Linked DNA regions of Mus musculus: all the other regions are linked to region 3. Evidence: chromatin contacts called from public HiChIP or PLAC-seq and Micro-C data. All regions are on one chromosome and are shown on one strand. The core of a region is the stretch at or near the end of the contact, and the rest is flanking DNA. Distances in the headings are between cores, read along the strand shown.

The links. Hi-C and Micro-C count contacts between places; a contact is called where the count stands out from the background. HiChIP or PLAC-seq counts read pairs in DNA pulled down with a chosen protein or histone mark.
Region 1: a contact with region 3 is called in an H3K4me3 HiChIP or PLAC-seq map of bone marrow-derived macrophages, with 4 times the contacts expected there. The contact joins the enhancer-like site here to the promoter of Lamp1 in region 3. A contact is called at or near these places in 3 of 484 Hi-C or Micro-C datasets (bone marrow-derived macrophages, induced pluripotent stem cells and nephron progenitors), 3 of 115 datasets of contacts at active chromatin or transcription factors (acute myeloid leukemia, bone marrow-derived macrophages and embryonic stem cells) and 4 of 9 other capture datasets (adipose tissue, embryonic stem cells, liver and 1 more).
Region 2: a contact with region 3 is called in an H3K4me3 HiChIP or PLAC-seq map of bone marrow-derived macrophages, with 4 times the contacts expected there. The contact joins the enhancer-like site here to the promoter of Lamp1 in region 3. A contact is called at or near these places in 2 of 39 promoter capture datasets (embryonic stem cells and hippocampal neurons), 8 of 484 Hi-C or Micro-C datasets (the G1E-ER4 cell line, the N1E-115 cell line, bone marrow-derived macrophages and 3 more), 5 of 115 datasets of contacts at active chromatin or transcription factors (bone marrow-derived dendritic cells, bone marrow-derived macrophages, embryonic fibroblasts and 1 more) and 3 of 9 other capture datasets (adipose tissue, liver and macrophages).
Region 4: a contact with region 3 is called in a Micro-C map of embryonic stem cells, with 2.0 times the contacts expected there. The contact joins the promoter of Tfdp1 here to the promoter of Lamp1 in region 3. A contact is called at or near these places in 1 of 39 promoter capture datasets (stem cell-derived epiblast-like cells), 3 of 484 Hi-C or Micro-C datasets (the G1E-ER4 cell line and embryonic stem cells), 2 of 115 datasets of contacts at active chromatin or transcription factors (embryonic stem cells and memory CD8 T cells) and 3 of 9 other capture datasets (adipose tissue, embryonic stem cells and liver).
Region 5: a contact with region 3 is called in an H3K4me3 HiChIP or PLAC-seq map of embryonic limb bud, with 2.8 times the contacts expected there. The contact joins the promoter of Mcf2l here to the promoter of Lamp1 in region 3. A contact is called at or near these places in 1 of 39 promoter capture datasets (cranial neural crest), 1 of 484 Hi-C or Micro-C datasets (neutrophils), 1 of 115 datasets of contacts at active chromatin or transcription factors (embryonic limb bud) and 3 of 9 other capture datasets (adipose tissue, liver and pancreatic islet).

What each region holds. Positions count from the first base shown.
Region 1 is chr8:13,009,186-13,011,885 of GRCm38.p6, reverse strand. Mcf2l (mcf.2 transforming sequence-like) reads right to left here. Exons shown (of 31, transcript NM_178076.4): 19 at 2,327-2,419; 20 at 2,140-2,232; 21 at 1,345-1,470; 22 at 286-507; 23 at 65-157. Among named protein-coding and RNA genes, the nearest start is that of F7, 15 kb to the left of the region's middle. Within about 2 kb of position 1,380, at least 3 of the 459 cell types and tissues checked have an H3K27ac peak or open chromatin away from gene starts, as enhancers often do. A contact at or near this core is called in bone marrow-derived macrophages, where this site is marked.
Region 2 is chr8:12,982,837-12,985,536 of GRCm38.p6, reverse strand. Mcf2l (mcf.2 transforming sequence-like) reads right to left here. Exons shown (of 31, transcript NM_178076.4): 4 at 587-677. Among named protein-coding and RNA genes, the nearest start is that of Gm38671, 36 kb to the right of the region's middle. Within about 2 kb of position 1,321, at least 37 of the 459 cell types and tissues checked have an H3K27ac peak or open chromatin away from gene starts, as enhancers often do. A contact at or near this core is called in the N1E-115 cell line, bone marrow-derived macrophages, cerebral cortex and 1 more, where this site is marked.
Region 3 is chr8:13,157,753-13,160,452 of GRCm38.p6, reverse strand. Lamp1 (lysosomal-associated membrane protein 1) reads right to left here and starts at 1,292. Exons shown (of 9, transcript NM_010684.3): 1 at 1,019-1,292. The coding sequence starts at 1,064.
Region 4 is chr8:13,337,306-13,340,005 of GRCm38.p6, reverse strand. It overlaps Tfdp1 (transcription factor Dp 1), which reads right to left and starts at 1,255. Exons shown (of 12, transcript NM_001291765.1): 1 at 1,200-1,255; 2 at 267-341. The coding sequence starts at 278.
Region 5 is chr8:12,914,466-12,917,165 of GRCm38.p6, reverse strand. Mcf2l (mcf.2 transforming sequence-like) reads right to left here and starts at 1,255. Exons shown (of 31, transcript NM_178076.4): 1 at 1,112-1,255. The coding sequence starts at 1,190. Gm15351 (a long non-coding RNA gene) reads left to right here and starts at 1,942. Exons shown (of 2, transcript XR_870153.3): 1 at 1,942-2,587.

The DNA of each region.
Region 1 (2,700 bases), core at 131-2,630, 150 kb after region 3:
CTCCCACTGCCCACCCTGGAGAGGCCCAAGGGTGCCCTTGGCTCCTGGTTTGCAGGGCAGGTACCTGAATGATATAAACCTCCTCCCTTGCGTTGTACCAGATCTCGAACTTCTTGGTGTCACCCTTCACGTTCTCTGTGATGCCGACAGCCGTCATCTGGCAGGGGTAGGAATAGACAGCCATCACCATGCATCCAGAGACGGTGGAAGCTGATGGAGCCCTTGGGGGTAGGGTAAGGACTAAGGATGGTGGGAACCCCTCCCAGAGCTGTTCCAGTCACTCACATTCAAGGACTGCTTGTAGCTGTAGGAAGGAGCCTTCTCGTATCCCTCCCCATTCTCCTCCCTCTTCTTGCAGAAGAGGACGGCCTTCTCGTGCAGAAACAGGTGCCGCTGCATGGGCTTGAACCTGGCTAGCTCCTTCACTTTGGTGTGGCCCTTCTTGTGGTCTGTCCACACGCTGAAGGAACCTTGCATCAGCAGCTTCCCCAGGTCGCCAAGGTTTCCCTGGAACAACGGACACGCATTAGGCATGCAAGGCAGGTGAACTTGGGAGGGCTGGCGTCCAGTATGCACTGGAAAGGCTGCACACTGTAGGGTTCTCCTTGCAGCACATTCCAGAGGGGCGAGTTTGGGGAGGTGGGAAAAGATTGGATAGTTGCTGCAGGGCTTGGGGGAAAGAGGAGGCATAGCATGGAGGAGCCATGAGACACTACTATGGTGGAGAAGGGACAGCACTTGGAACCCTAACGCACAGCAGACTCAGCTAACCACATGTCCCCACAGCCCAATCCGGTGTCCCAGGTGTGTCATGAGGCAGAGGCAGGGATGGGGTTTATGGAATCTGAGCTCCACGTTCAACTGACAAATCTAAAACTATTAAAAAAAATACAATCTAGCCATTATAAAAACCAGAAAATGGATGTTAAATGGACATTCAGAGAAGCAAAACCCTTCTATGTGGACTCGAGGTGGGCCTATAAAGAGAAGTTTACCCTAGGCAGCCACCTGCCACCAGCCACTGGACCGCACACCTCATCATATAAAACAGAGGGTCCTAGTGCTGTCCAGGAAGTAGGCAGGAGGAAAGAGGTTTCGGGGGCATTCCTGTTGGAGAGATCCTCACCCTCTTAGGGGAACCATCTTGGTCTGCTCCATATATGGACAAGCACCTTAATCAGAGCCTGGGGCTGCCCAAGGCCCTGGACCATGTGTTCACTTCTAGACACAGGAAGCTTGGAAGTATTGCTAGGATTTCCCTATCAAACTGCTTATGAGACAAGGACCAAGCTACGACAAAGGCCAGAGTATCCTCAGCACCACAGTGCCACCATGGGGCCTTACATCATAGCCAGTGATGGCGATGAGATGCATGGAGTCGTTCACAGCCTTGAGGATGCCCAGGATGGAGCTCAGCGCCTCCTGCAGGTCCTCTGCCCCTTCACAGTGCTTGCTGTACTTCAGCATTTCCTGAGGGGAAATGTGAGGAGATTCAGTTAGAGACCAGGATCTCTCTTCTCCCCTATGAGCAGCTGGCTGTCTTTCAGATTCAGACTCCAGGCAAGGCCTGAAGATGGGAGTCCTGGGAGTCTGGTGTGGCCCCCAGACAGACACCAGCACACCAACACCAGATTCCTGCTGCTTGTCAGGAAGCCACTTTACATCCTCCCAGAAGCTGGGATGACAGACAGACAGTTGGGGTCTGCGGAGCAGGAGCTGCCTGGCTGGAAAGGTTCACCCTTGCCTCCCACTAGCTGCCATGGCCCTGCTAAAGGCACAAGGATACAAACCCTTTCCTGTCCTGCCACACTGAGTTAACTCTAAGCCAGAGACTCCTCACTTTCCTCTGTGCTAGGGACCAACAGGACAGGCAGGGATCAGCTCTCATCCCCTTCATGGAGAGGCTTGTAGGCCATCAGCATAGACTCCTAGTATAGCTGGCCATGGGCAGGTACCTAGCACTCTGAGATGTACAGCACACAGTAGGCCCATACAAATGGTTCAGTAAATTGGAGCCACAACAAGTGGCTCATAAGAGTTCCCTTGGGCCTAGGGTTAGGGCTCGGTGAGCCCTGTAGACGCCTAACCAGCAGAGCAGGCAGGTGTGGCTGATGCAGGGCGGCGGCCCTGGAGGCTCACCTTGAGCAGCAGCTGGTACTTGGTTATCCTCTGCACAGGTTTCAGCAGGTAGGAGTCCAGGCTCAGCTTGTGGTCCAGCTTCTTCTGACACTCCTGCAACCACCAAACACTTGGTCACACCAGGCCACAGCTCTGTCCACGGCCCCGGGGAAGGAAATGCTAGTGGGGGGAGGGGCTCAGGACCAACCTGGAAGAAGGGGCAGTCAGAGCACTGCCTCCACAGGCTCTCAGAGCGTGGCTTGTTCTGACAGTACTTCTCATAGATCTGGAACTCCTCCATCTGCAGCCAGGGTAGGGGTGGGGGGACAAAGAGCACAGACTGCTTCCCTGCCATGCTAGGCAGCCTTCTGAACCCAGAGCGGAAGCTGCTGCTTGAAGGCCAACTCCCCCAGTCAGCACTGCTGCTCACCAACATCCGAGCTTTGTAGTCTAACCCCCTAGCCGCTGAACACTCACAGCCCAGAAGGTGGAGAGAGGGCTCTGCCCAGAGGTGGTTGGCAGTACAATCTGTTTATTTACTGAAAATTCCAGGGTGCTCTCAGGCAGTTTTGCAAATGATAT
Region 2 (2,700 bases), core at 72-2,571, 170 kb after region 3:
GGTGGGGACAGCAAGTGTGGGTGGACTCGTTTTGGAAGACTCGGCCCACATCGTGTCTGTTTGTGGGCGGAACGGCTGCGGAAACAGGATTTCTGCTGTCTCAGTCTTAACTATTCTGAAATAGCAACTGCAAGCTGAAGCCGCCAGCAAGTCCCGCAACTTCACGGCTGAAGGTCCCTAGAACTGAGGGGACTCTGTGTGCTACGAGGGGCGGGCTGGGTAGCAAGGACCAACACATCTCAGGACTAACGTTAAACAGCCCTACATGGAAAGGAGAGAGCTGTTTAGGAACAATGACTGGATTCAGTGTCCAACTTCTAGCCTGAAGTCCAACGTGCTCAGAACCTTCTCTGCTCACAACTTCCAAGCTGTTACTGAGAGGATCACAACAGACCCCCCGAGTGTGACCACCACGGGAGAAAACATGCCCACAATTCAGGAGCCCCCCGTGGGCCTGGCATGGCTCAGCCTACCCCTGACTAGGTCCCCTGACTGTCACCTCAATCCCCCACCTTCCACACAAACTAGACAGAAAAGCAGGGAGCTGCCACCCTCCAGGCGTGTGTGGAGCCCGAGAGGTACTTACGGCTATCCGCAGGACGGATGCCTTCACAGAGGTCCATTTGTCCTGCCTTCGGTCTATGACCAAGATGAATCCAATGCCAGCATCTTGCAAACTGAAACAAGGAGAAACACTAGGAGTCAGCATGTGCTGGCAGCAGACCTGGCTTCCATGGACACTGGTGACCCCACTGTCCCATGCCATCTCCACACCACGTGCCACAGTGCATGCCCGAGAGAGGTCTCAGCAGCACCAGGCTTCCGAAGGCCCGAGAGGCCCCACCCTGTAATTCCCAGGACTTTCTTCTAGATAAAGGAGAACGGATACTTTCAGTATGTTGTTTGTTTCTCGGCATCGATTCACAGATCAACAGAAGCCCCTCCTCCTGGGGCAGACTGACATCCTACTGCGCTGCACGGACAGCTGACCAGACCATCAAAGCGAGCTTCAGGACCCCCACGTCATGTCAGTCCTAGCATCTGAGGTCCCGCGTTCATCCACATTAAAAAATGGCTCCTGATGACATCACAATTTCGGGTGAAAATCTCCAAGGCTTGTGAAGGCTCCCTGGTGTCTGTGGGGTGTGAGGCAGGAGCGCTCGCCCTCTGCAGCAGCAACATCTGTGATAAAGGCAGGGCAGCATCGTGTAGTTGGTAGCATGCCCTCAGTCTCTCGGCTCAGCCTGGTGGCAGAAGCCTGAGTCACAGGGTGGAAGTGGGAGGTGTGCTTCTGTTGGGTAATTTCACATCCAAGCCAATTGTGCAATGCCAGCAGCCTCTGCTGCCAGCCAATCCTCAGTAGAGGAACGAGACAGGCTGGAGGCACCCACTCTGAATGCCTGGTTTCTGAATCCATGAACGATTCTCAGCAAGCCATTTCTGTACTTAAGTGAAAGTCAGGATGCTACAGTGCACTATAAATTATGCAGTCGGCAAAGCTGCACGCTGCACCTCCACTAACAGACCGACCATTCTGAGTCCTGGGAAGATCTGCGACAGTGGTACCCAAAGCTCACACCAGTGTGCTGCGGGTTGTCCAATACACAGGGGCATGAAGAGCTCCCTCCACGTGTTCATTACATGCAGAACACCCCTGGGGACATGTTCACGTGCGCGTTTTCTCACACAGCCTTCCCCTGCTGATAGCTCAGCAGAACTGCAGACTCGCTCACCTACCCAGCTGGCTCCCCTGGGCTAGTGTCTGAAGAAGTAGAAACAGAATAGATCCCAGTCCTGATCTGTCCTGGACAATCCGAGCACCTTACACCCTGAGGTAGTATGGGGGTTGAGCCCCTTCTGAGTGGCCCCACATGGGGCTTCACTGAATTTGCCGTGGTGCTTAATGGTTGGTAGGTGACTCCAACTATCCTGGCCTGGGCTATACCATGTGGTTCACAGCAAAGCCCCAAACCAGAGAGGGATGAAGCAGCACTGTCCTGGCCACATGGCCCCTGACATTCCTCAGAGATGGACCACCAACCACCCCTCTAGATGACAGGCTATTTCCTCATGATGCATGAGATTTATGTACGGAAGCCATAAGACCATGGGACAGCTGTGCTAACTGGAACCCACCTACTGCCTCCCTCCTGGCCTTCAGGGGAATGTACCAGGTCTGCCTCTGTAGCTCTGAGTTAGTCATCCAAGCCTAACCCTTCCTAGAGTGACGAAGAAAAGAGGACTCAGAGTGCTGGGTTGTCCCCATACACAAGCCTCAGCCCCAACAGTCAAGCTGCATGCTGTCTAAGGAACACCCACAAAGGGCCAACATACATGGCTTCCTAATAGCAGCTTCCACCAAGGGGAGTGCATGAGGGAAGACGCTGCTCTTCTGTGACCACCTCTGGTTCTTTTTCTGCAAACATGGAAATAACAGCATCTGCCTGCTGGGGCTGCCGTGAGCTATGTGCAAATCCAGTAAAACCAGAGATCAATGGCTGGTGTGGTCATTTCACAGAGCAGCACCACCTGACTCAGTTTCCCCCTTTTTCCTGGAGCAATTTCTATTATGGAGGAATCACAGCCTCTTTCCCCAACCGTGGAATCTCTTCATGAGGGAGCTAGAGAGACAGCTGGTAGGTAAACTTGCTTGCCATGCGGTATGAAGGCCTGCGCTTGGATTGTCAGCACGCACATGAG
Region 3 (2,700 bases), core at 43-2,542:
GTTTATTCATTCATTCGTTTATTTATTTCATTTTTGCAACAGGGTCTCCGGTCCTGGCTGTCTTAGAACTCATTATATAGACCAGAATGGCTTGTTAAAGAGATCGTCCTGACACTAGCTCAGGATTAAAGGTATAAACCACTATGCAAGCCACAAGGTAGTTTGAAAAACATGAAGAGGCCTAACCTGGCTGTCCTTTGGATTTTATCCCAATCAGCATTTAGGAAGCAGAGACTACGAGAACCTGAACCTGTGAGTTTCAGGCCAGCGTGGTGGTGAGACACCCCTCCCCCCATTTTAAAAGTATAAAACAGTCTAAGGGTTTAAGTCGTTTTTGGCTGTGCTGGAGATTGAACTCCAGCTAGTTACCAAGCCATTCTGACACAACAGAACTTGTTTCGGCAACTCGTATATTAGCTACAACTCCTGAACCGTGAAGGGTCACAGGTCCCCTTAGCAAGGCTTCTGGGTTAAGACCGCCGAGTAAGCGCACCTCTCACGGACCAGAGAGTTCACACAAGTAGCAAAATAAAAGAAAGGGTAAACGAATTCCATAAAGTCACAGTCACAGAATTTGGGGGTGTGAGCCTCTGTGCCCAGGAGATTTGGCCAGCCACCTCTCTCCCGTCCTGAAGATGCTGGCACCGCAGCGAAACGCTCCGCGTTGCCGGGATACAGCGGCGAGGAAGGGCACCCGGCACCCCAGGCAGGGTCCGAGGCAGCACCCAGTCCTCTCACAAGGCAGCTCAGAGCCAGCAGCACTGCCTGGCAGGAACTCCAGCCCAGCTCCTTCCAGAGCGGCTCAGACTGGGCTCCCAACCCGCACCTACGTCCTTAGGCCCGCACGGGCTCCCAGGCGGCGAGCGCCACTGCGGAGCGGGCGGGCCGGCTCGAGGCCTTCTTGACGCCCGCGGCTCCGGGCGCCCCGTCCCCGCCCGGCCTGCCGCTCTGTTCCCGTCCGTCCCGAGACACCGACCCCGCCCGGCCCTCCTTCTCTCTCCCTCCCTCTCGGGCTCACCCAGCAGCAGCAGGAGCAGCGGCCGCCGGGCGCCGGGGGCCGCCATGGCGCGACGCAGCCGAGGCCGGAGGACGGCGGTTGCGCGGGCGGCGAGGCCGGCGGGAGGGCGCGTCCACCGACTCGAGAGGCCCCGCAGCTGCGGCGCCGGCACGGAGAGGACCCTGCGGCCGGCAGCGCCTGTCACGTGAGCAGTGCCGCGCCCGCCGGTCACGTGAGCCGAGGGTCTCGCGAGAGCCCGTGGACCGCCAGCTTACTCCTCACTTCTTCGGGAGGCTCCGTTCCGCACGTGATGTGGTCACGTGCCAGTCGGCATCACGTGGGCGCTGGACCACGTGATATCTTGCCCTCTCCCCACCCCCTTCCCCCCCCCCCCCCCACGGCCTTTCTCCCGAGTGTCCCGAAATGGAAAGTAGGTTGTGGCTTTGAGTAAGGGAAGGAGAAACGCTGTCGGAGAAAGTGAAGATGGAAACAGGAAGCCATGAAGGCTGGACTGAGCCCCGTAGGCCAGCTACATGCCACAGTTCAGGTCCAAGCCCCTGAAGGCCTGCAGCCCAGTGGTAGTCTTGGTTGAGAGCCATGTCTAGGTCAATACCAGTGTTTACATCCCAGGACAGTGTGCATATCCATTTCGAGGTGGGTATTCCCATCTAGACCCGTGCCCCAGGCCCAGGCTGACCTCCACTTTCAGGCTCACATACTAGTGTCTAGGGTCAGCCCCGAATGTGTCCCATTCGGTGATCCAGGCAGAGGACAGTCCTTTAGGATACGTAGATGGTGGGAGATGTGGAAAAGATACTTTTTAAGAGATAGGATTTCAGAATATATCTTTAGCCGGCCTCAAACTCAGAGATCAGCCCGCCTCTGCTTCCTGAGTGCTCAGATGATGTGTGTGGGCGCAGTGTTCTTGACCATTCCTGGCTGCTTAAGGGCATGTGGATGGTCATCTTACCTGAGATGACTATTTCCATGAAGAGTTCAATACTAAAGTATTTTCCTCTTTTGTGAATGTCACACTCAAAACTCGAGGATTGGTTTGATGTTTGGGGACATGGCGTCACCCTAAAGCCCAGGTTGACCTGGAACTCGCATGGACCAGGCTGGCCCCACACTCTGGGCAATCATCCTGTCAGGAGCGCAGAGATTACAGGTGTGTGCCACCATGGCATGAATAATCTGAGCTTTTATGTTATTATATTGTTTTGGAGACAGGGTCTCTCTATATAACCCTGGCAATCCTAGAACTCATTACTTAGACAGGTTGGCCTCAGACTCAAGAGATCAGCCTGCCTCTGCCTTCAGAGTGCTGGGACTAAAGGCCGGAGACCACCAGATCTACCTTGAAGTCCTCAAGTTTTAGCTTGAGGATTCCTCCTGTTAACAGATTTTTCATTCAAGCTGAGTTCTTCCTCCTCAGAATTGTAGACCCAGTAACAAAACTTAAAAGCTGTTTATGTAGTGGACTAGTTTATTCTGTGACCGGAGAATAAGAGTGGTTGGAGAGATGGCTCATTTGTGTAGGACCTTGGTTCCAGTCCCATCACTCACATGGTTCACAACTATCCAGTTCCGGGGAGCCTGATGCCCTCTCCTGACTTCTGAGGGCACACCACACCTGCCTATGATGCACAGGCCTACCCTATATTCAAGCAAAACTCTCATGCACAAAATAAAGTGAAATTTTA
Region 4 (2,700 bases), core at 6-2,505, 180 kb before region 3:
AATCAAGACATCATCATCAAACCACGAAAAAAAAAACAAAAAAGAAAAAAAAAACGTGTCACGCTTCGGATGACAAAGACCATTTGTGCAGAGGGGAGACACCCACCTAACGACTCTCGCCATCATCCCTCATCTCCATCCCAGCTCCTGCCTGTAAAATGTCTTGGCCAACCCACTGCCACACACGTATGGCCACTCTCAAATAAAGGGAGAAAACTGCAACGAGCTGTGCCAACATGTCTGCAGCATGCAGCGACCATACTTACATCTTTTGCCATGTTACCAGATCCAGGAAATCAAGGCTTTAACTGCGTACCCTCCACAGAAGAAACCGTACTTATCTGGTTAAAAAAAAAAAAAAAAGAAAGAAAGAAAGAAAAGAAAAAAAGGGAGGGGATGAATAATGAATGAGAATGAGAAGAAATTTAACGCACATCGCATTTCAAAGGAAACATCTCCCCACCAGCACGAGGCAGAGGCAGGCCTCCAGGCAGCAGGGGCCTTTCTTGCACAATCCCGACAGGAGAGCTAGCCAAGCAGGTCCCACACGGGGATTTTAAGTCACCTCTCTAAATGGAAATGCTCCCTGCGGGCACCAGCAGCTCCCACCGGCAGCGGGGCCAGACCCCGGACCCTTGGCTGAGCGACGCGCAGCCGTCAGGCTCACCCCACCTGGGCACGCGGGCCCCGCCTGACCACAGGCCCCGCCGAGGCACAAGGCCCCCCACTTGGGCACACGACACTGCGTGGCTCCGCCCGGGCCGCGGCGGGCACCCCCCACCCCGGGCTGCCCAAGACCCCGAGGGGCCGCCGACCACTCTGACAGGTGGGCTCCCGGCCGCCCGCCCGCTCGCCCCACCTGTCACTAGGCCCAGCCACCAGCCCCGCGCCCTGGCGCGGACAGAGCCGGAGGGTGGCCAGGACCCCTGCCCGCCGCCCACGCCACGCCGCGTCGAGGCCGACTCCAGCTGAGGCTGGGCGGCGGGCGGGATGCGACCGGACGCGGGAACCGGGCTGGGGCGGGAACGGGGCCGCGCGCCCAGCCTGCGCCCTCCCGCCGCGACCGGCCGGTGCCCCCGCCACACCTGGCTGGCCGGCGGGGCGCGCGGGGCGGACGACGGGGGCGCGGAGGCGCCGGCCCGGAGGTCCGGCCCTGGCGGTCCCTGCCCTGAGCCAGCGGCGCCGGGACGCGGGCTCACCCTGGGCCGAGCGTCGGGCCGGCGTGACGTGCGCGCGGCGCGGTGACGTGGGCGGCGGCGGGCCCGCTGCGCGCAGCGCGCCTGCGCGCCTTTTCGCGCCTTCGGCGCCCTCCTCCTCCTCCTCCTCCTCCCGCCGCTCATCTCCCGCGCCTCTCGCCGGTGCTACCCGCCCTGGGAGAGGGGCGGGGCCTGCGCGCGCGTGCGCGTGCGGCGGGACCCGGCTGGAGACCGCCGACGCCGAACAGCGCTGCGCGCGTCTCCATGTGCGCTCGGAGAGAGGCCACGTGTGTGCGCGCCTCTGTGTGTGTGTGTGTGTGTGTGTGTGTGTGTGTGTGTGTGTGTGTGTATGTGTGTGTGTGTGTACACCAAGGGCCAACTGTATGCATATCTGTGTGCATGCGCAGGGAGTAGAGGGCCACGTGTTTGGCTCTGTGTGTGCGCGTGTACCACGCGCGCCAACGGTGAAAAGAATGTGGTGTGTGCCATACCTGCATGCACACGTAGGGAAAGGATCATGTGTGTGCACACCTGTGGATATGCAGAGTCTGACTGTATACACGTGTGTGTACATGGAGTATCAGTCGTGTGTGCACGCCTGAACATATATACAGAAGAGAACCCTCTGTGCAAACATATGGAAACCTATGTTAATGTCTGCGCACTGAAAAAAAGCAGGCGTGTGTGTACACATGAGAAAAAAGAGGTCAGTTCTGAGAGTGCTTTAAAGTACCTGCATGTGCACACAGGGAGAAGAATCTTGTTCATTTACACAGAACAAAGTAAAGACTGTTCGGATGCATACTGAACAATACAGAGACAAGATCCCCCACCTCTGCTCAACTACTGACCTCCACAGCCACATGCCCTGAGCCTGGGCTGTCAGTGATTCAGGGCAGGAAACAGCCTGTTAATCAGGTGTGTATGCATTTGCGCCTTTCACTTCAGAAACCTTCTGCTTCATCCCAAGAGGGGTCTGGTAGACCCTGAGCCTTGAAGACTCAGTCCATCTTAGAGGCCACTTCTTTAAGACTAAAGCTGGAGAGCCTGGGAGGAGAATAGGCTGGGGCTCACAAATCAGTCCAAATGGTTCAGATAAAATGACACAACGTTTCCCAAGAATATGGGACTGAAGAGCAGGGCAAAGTTAAGTACTATCAGAAAACTGTTAATGTGAGTGACCGGATTTTATTCTGGAGGAAAGGTCAATTTGACTCCCAAACTGACAGATCTTTCTCCGTTACCTGGCTGCCTCAGTCCCATGACTCAGCCCAACAGCCCTTCTTTAGCATCTGGCCGAACTGTCCGCCAGCAGCTGTCCTGTTTGAACACTGCTCAGCGGCTTTGAGGAAGCAGCCCTGCAACCACAGCTGCTTATTGCTGAAGCAGAAGAGGCGATACCCAGGCATGAGTGTGTCAATAGCTTGCACCAGAAATACCCAAGGCATGAGTGTGTCAATAGCTTGCACCAGAAATACCCAAGGCATGAGTGTGTCAATAGCTT
Region 5 (2,700 bases), core at 6-2,505, 240 kb after region 3:
AAGGGCAGCAAGTCCCACTTCTTCCTCAGGGCCCCCCTGGGCAGGCAAACAGCTCCCTGGAGCTCCACACTCATTCAGATCTTGTCCAAGCAACACCCAGAAAATTGGGCCACATCTCTAAGAGGAAGGGGACAGAAGGCATAAACGTCTGTCTTCTCTTTTCACCCATTTATAATAAGCAGCCATTTCACTTGCAAAGCCAGCGTTATAAACTGACCGTCTGTCTACACAAGTGCAGGGAGACCACCGCACTTGATGCTTATGCTGATTTAGTTATTTAATACAGGGAGGGTGCCACACCCAGCCCAGACAACGAATGAAATTTTAATCCCCCAGGAAAGTATTACTTAGAAAACTAGATAACGCCACGTATCACATAACACACGACAAAAACCAACCTACTTTTAATAGCACACCACTATTTCCTCCCCATGCCAGACACAACTAGTCAGTGGTACCTGCTTCTTCTGCAGCGTGCCAGGAACCCTCGGCACAACGGATGGAGGCCGACGGCAAGATGCATCCTGCCAGCTCCGAGGGGCTGAAATCTACAGGAGGCTGTAGCTTGTCCCTCACGGCTTATTTTAAGTAATCAGACAATTAATCCTGAAAATGAATGTCTAATTGCACTGCTCGCCCTCTTCTTAACCTATATTATTTTCAAATATTGGCTTTACGGCTTTAAGTGCATAGTGAGGATTTTACCTCCCATCCCATCCCAGTGTCTGCAGGGCCTGGGCTTGGACCCTGGACCATTCTGGGCTCATAATTCCATGGCCACTGCAGCAAATGAGGTGATGCTCCCAAGCAGACTTGCAGACTCCCCCCACGGGCAAATGGCTCCACTTACAAACCCTCATCTCCTAGAAAGCCAGCGCTGCTGATCTGTAATTCTCAAACTGTGTCAAGCAGAATAAAATCACACTGTCAATCCACAAAGCCTAGAAGATGATACCAAAAAAAAAATGCCCATCACGCCTGCCTTTGCTGTTATCAGTGCTAGGGAATAGTGAATGAAGGTGGTTATACAGCCATTAGATGCAATTCTCTACAATTCAACAAATGATGTCAAGCTTAAGAATATATAATCAAGGCCAGCGGCTCCTCCTACCAGTGTTCTTGGAAACCGCGTTTAATCTCTGCACCATTTCTTCTAGGGCCATCTCTTCATTTCTCAGCCAAAACCTCATCCTCCGATTCAACAAAACCGATCCCCAGAAGATCGTCCTCCGCTGCACCAGAGGTGCTGTCGGGTGGGGCTAAGCCGTGGGGAGGGGGCGCGGCTGGAGCGGGGAGGGGGTTGTGGCGCTTTCCTTGGCTTCCCAGGATTGGTCTCCGCGCCACAGGGAGGGGGGCGCGCTTTGCGTTGATGGGGGGCGGGGGGCGCTAGGCGGAAGCGGAAGCACTGAGCCTGCCGGGCGTGTCACCACCGCACCTGGAGTCATGCGTGTGCACCACCTGAGCACCTGGGAGGCTAGTTTGCATCAAGGGGGCATCAGAAAGCCCACTACGCAGGCGCACAGGTCTGCCCTTGCCCTTCCCCCTCTTCCTAGGGTTTCTGTCCTCCGGGATTGGAAGTAGCTGCTGCAGGGACGCGATCCCAAACCACCCAAAGAACATCCAGCCTGAGCCCAATGCTCCCTTTACTTCCTGCCCCAGGCCCCCTTTACCTCCCGCCGCTGCAGGGCAGGTGCAGAGTCCACAGCAGCCTAGAGCGCGCTCTCCACGAGGTCTCATGCCCAGGTAAGAGGGAGACGGTGGGTAGCTGGGTCAAGACTTGACTCTCCCAGCAAGGGCGGTGCCAGACCTAAGACACAGGTCTACGAGAAGGAAGCTCAGCTGTAGGCCCAGGGCTCCCTAACCTCGCCATGTTTGGCAGAGGGCCACGCTCTGCATCTGACACCACCGGCTTCACACAGATTCCGGGTCGCTGGTGCACAGAGTACTACTGCAATGCACAGGGTGGCGAACACCAGCCTCTCCAGCTGCTGGCCATCTTTTTATTGTTTGGTCAGACGGGTCGCATCCTGCCAACAGGATAAATGCCCTGGCACTGTGGTTTTCAGTAACACGTGGGAAACCCAGGACCACAGACTCCAATAACGAGAGTCTATCAAACCCCAGGACCACAGACTCCAGTAACATGAATTGTATCAGCACCATGGTGTGCAACAACGCAATGTGCACCAACATGTATATATCTCAGCACTATGGTGACCAGAAACATGTGTGTACCAACATGGTGTACATGCAGTAACATACATGTGCACCAAGACCAGTATCCAAGAATACATGCATTGGCACCACAATGGCCAACATATGTGCTCCAACGCCATGATTCCCTAAACTGCACCATCACCACAGGGCCCAACATGTATGCGTCGGTAGCTGCACAGACACACCTGTATGTACCGTAAGACCACAGCTTCCAACAACATCCACCCGCACTGAACAATCCAACTACAGACATGTGTGTACCAGGATGCCGTTGCAACAGTGTCTATGTTGGGTTCAGCACTGAACTAAAGGTCAAGACACAAAATGTCAGATGTCCCAGGATTTGTCCTCAGAACTCCTGGCCTGGAAGGTAAAGATCTATAAGATAATTGCCGTGCTAAAGTCCCCAAATCAATGTGTAATAACCACATATAGATATAATGATAAGATAGTAGAAATTGGCCGGGCAGTGGTGACACATGC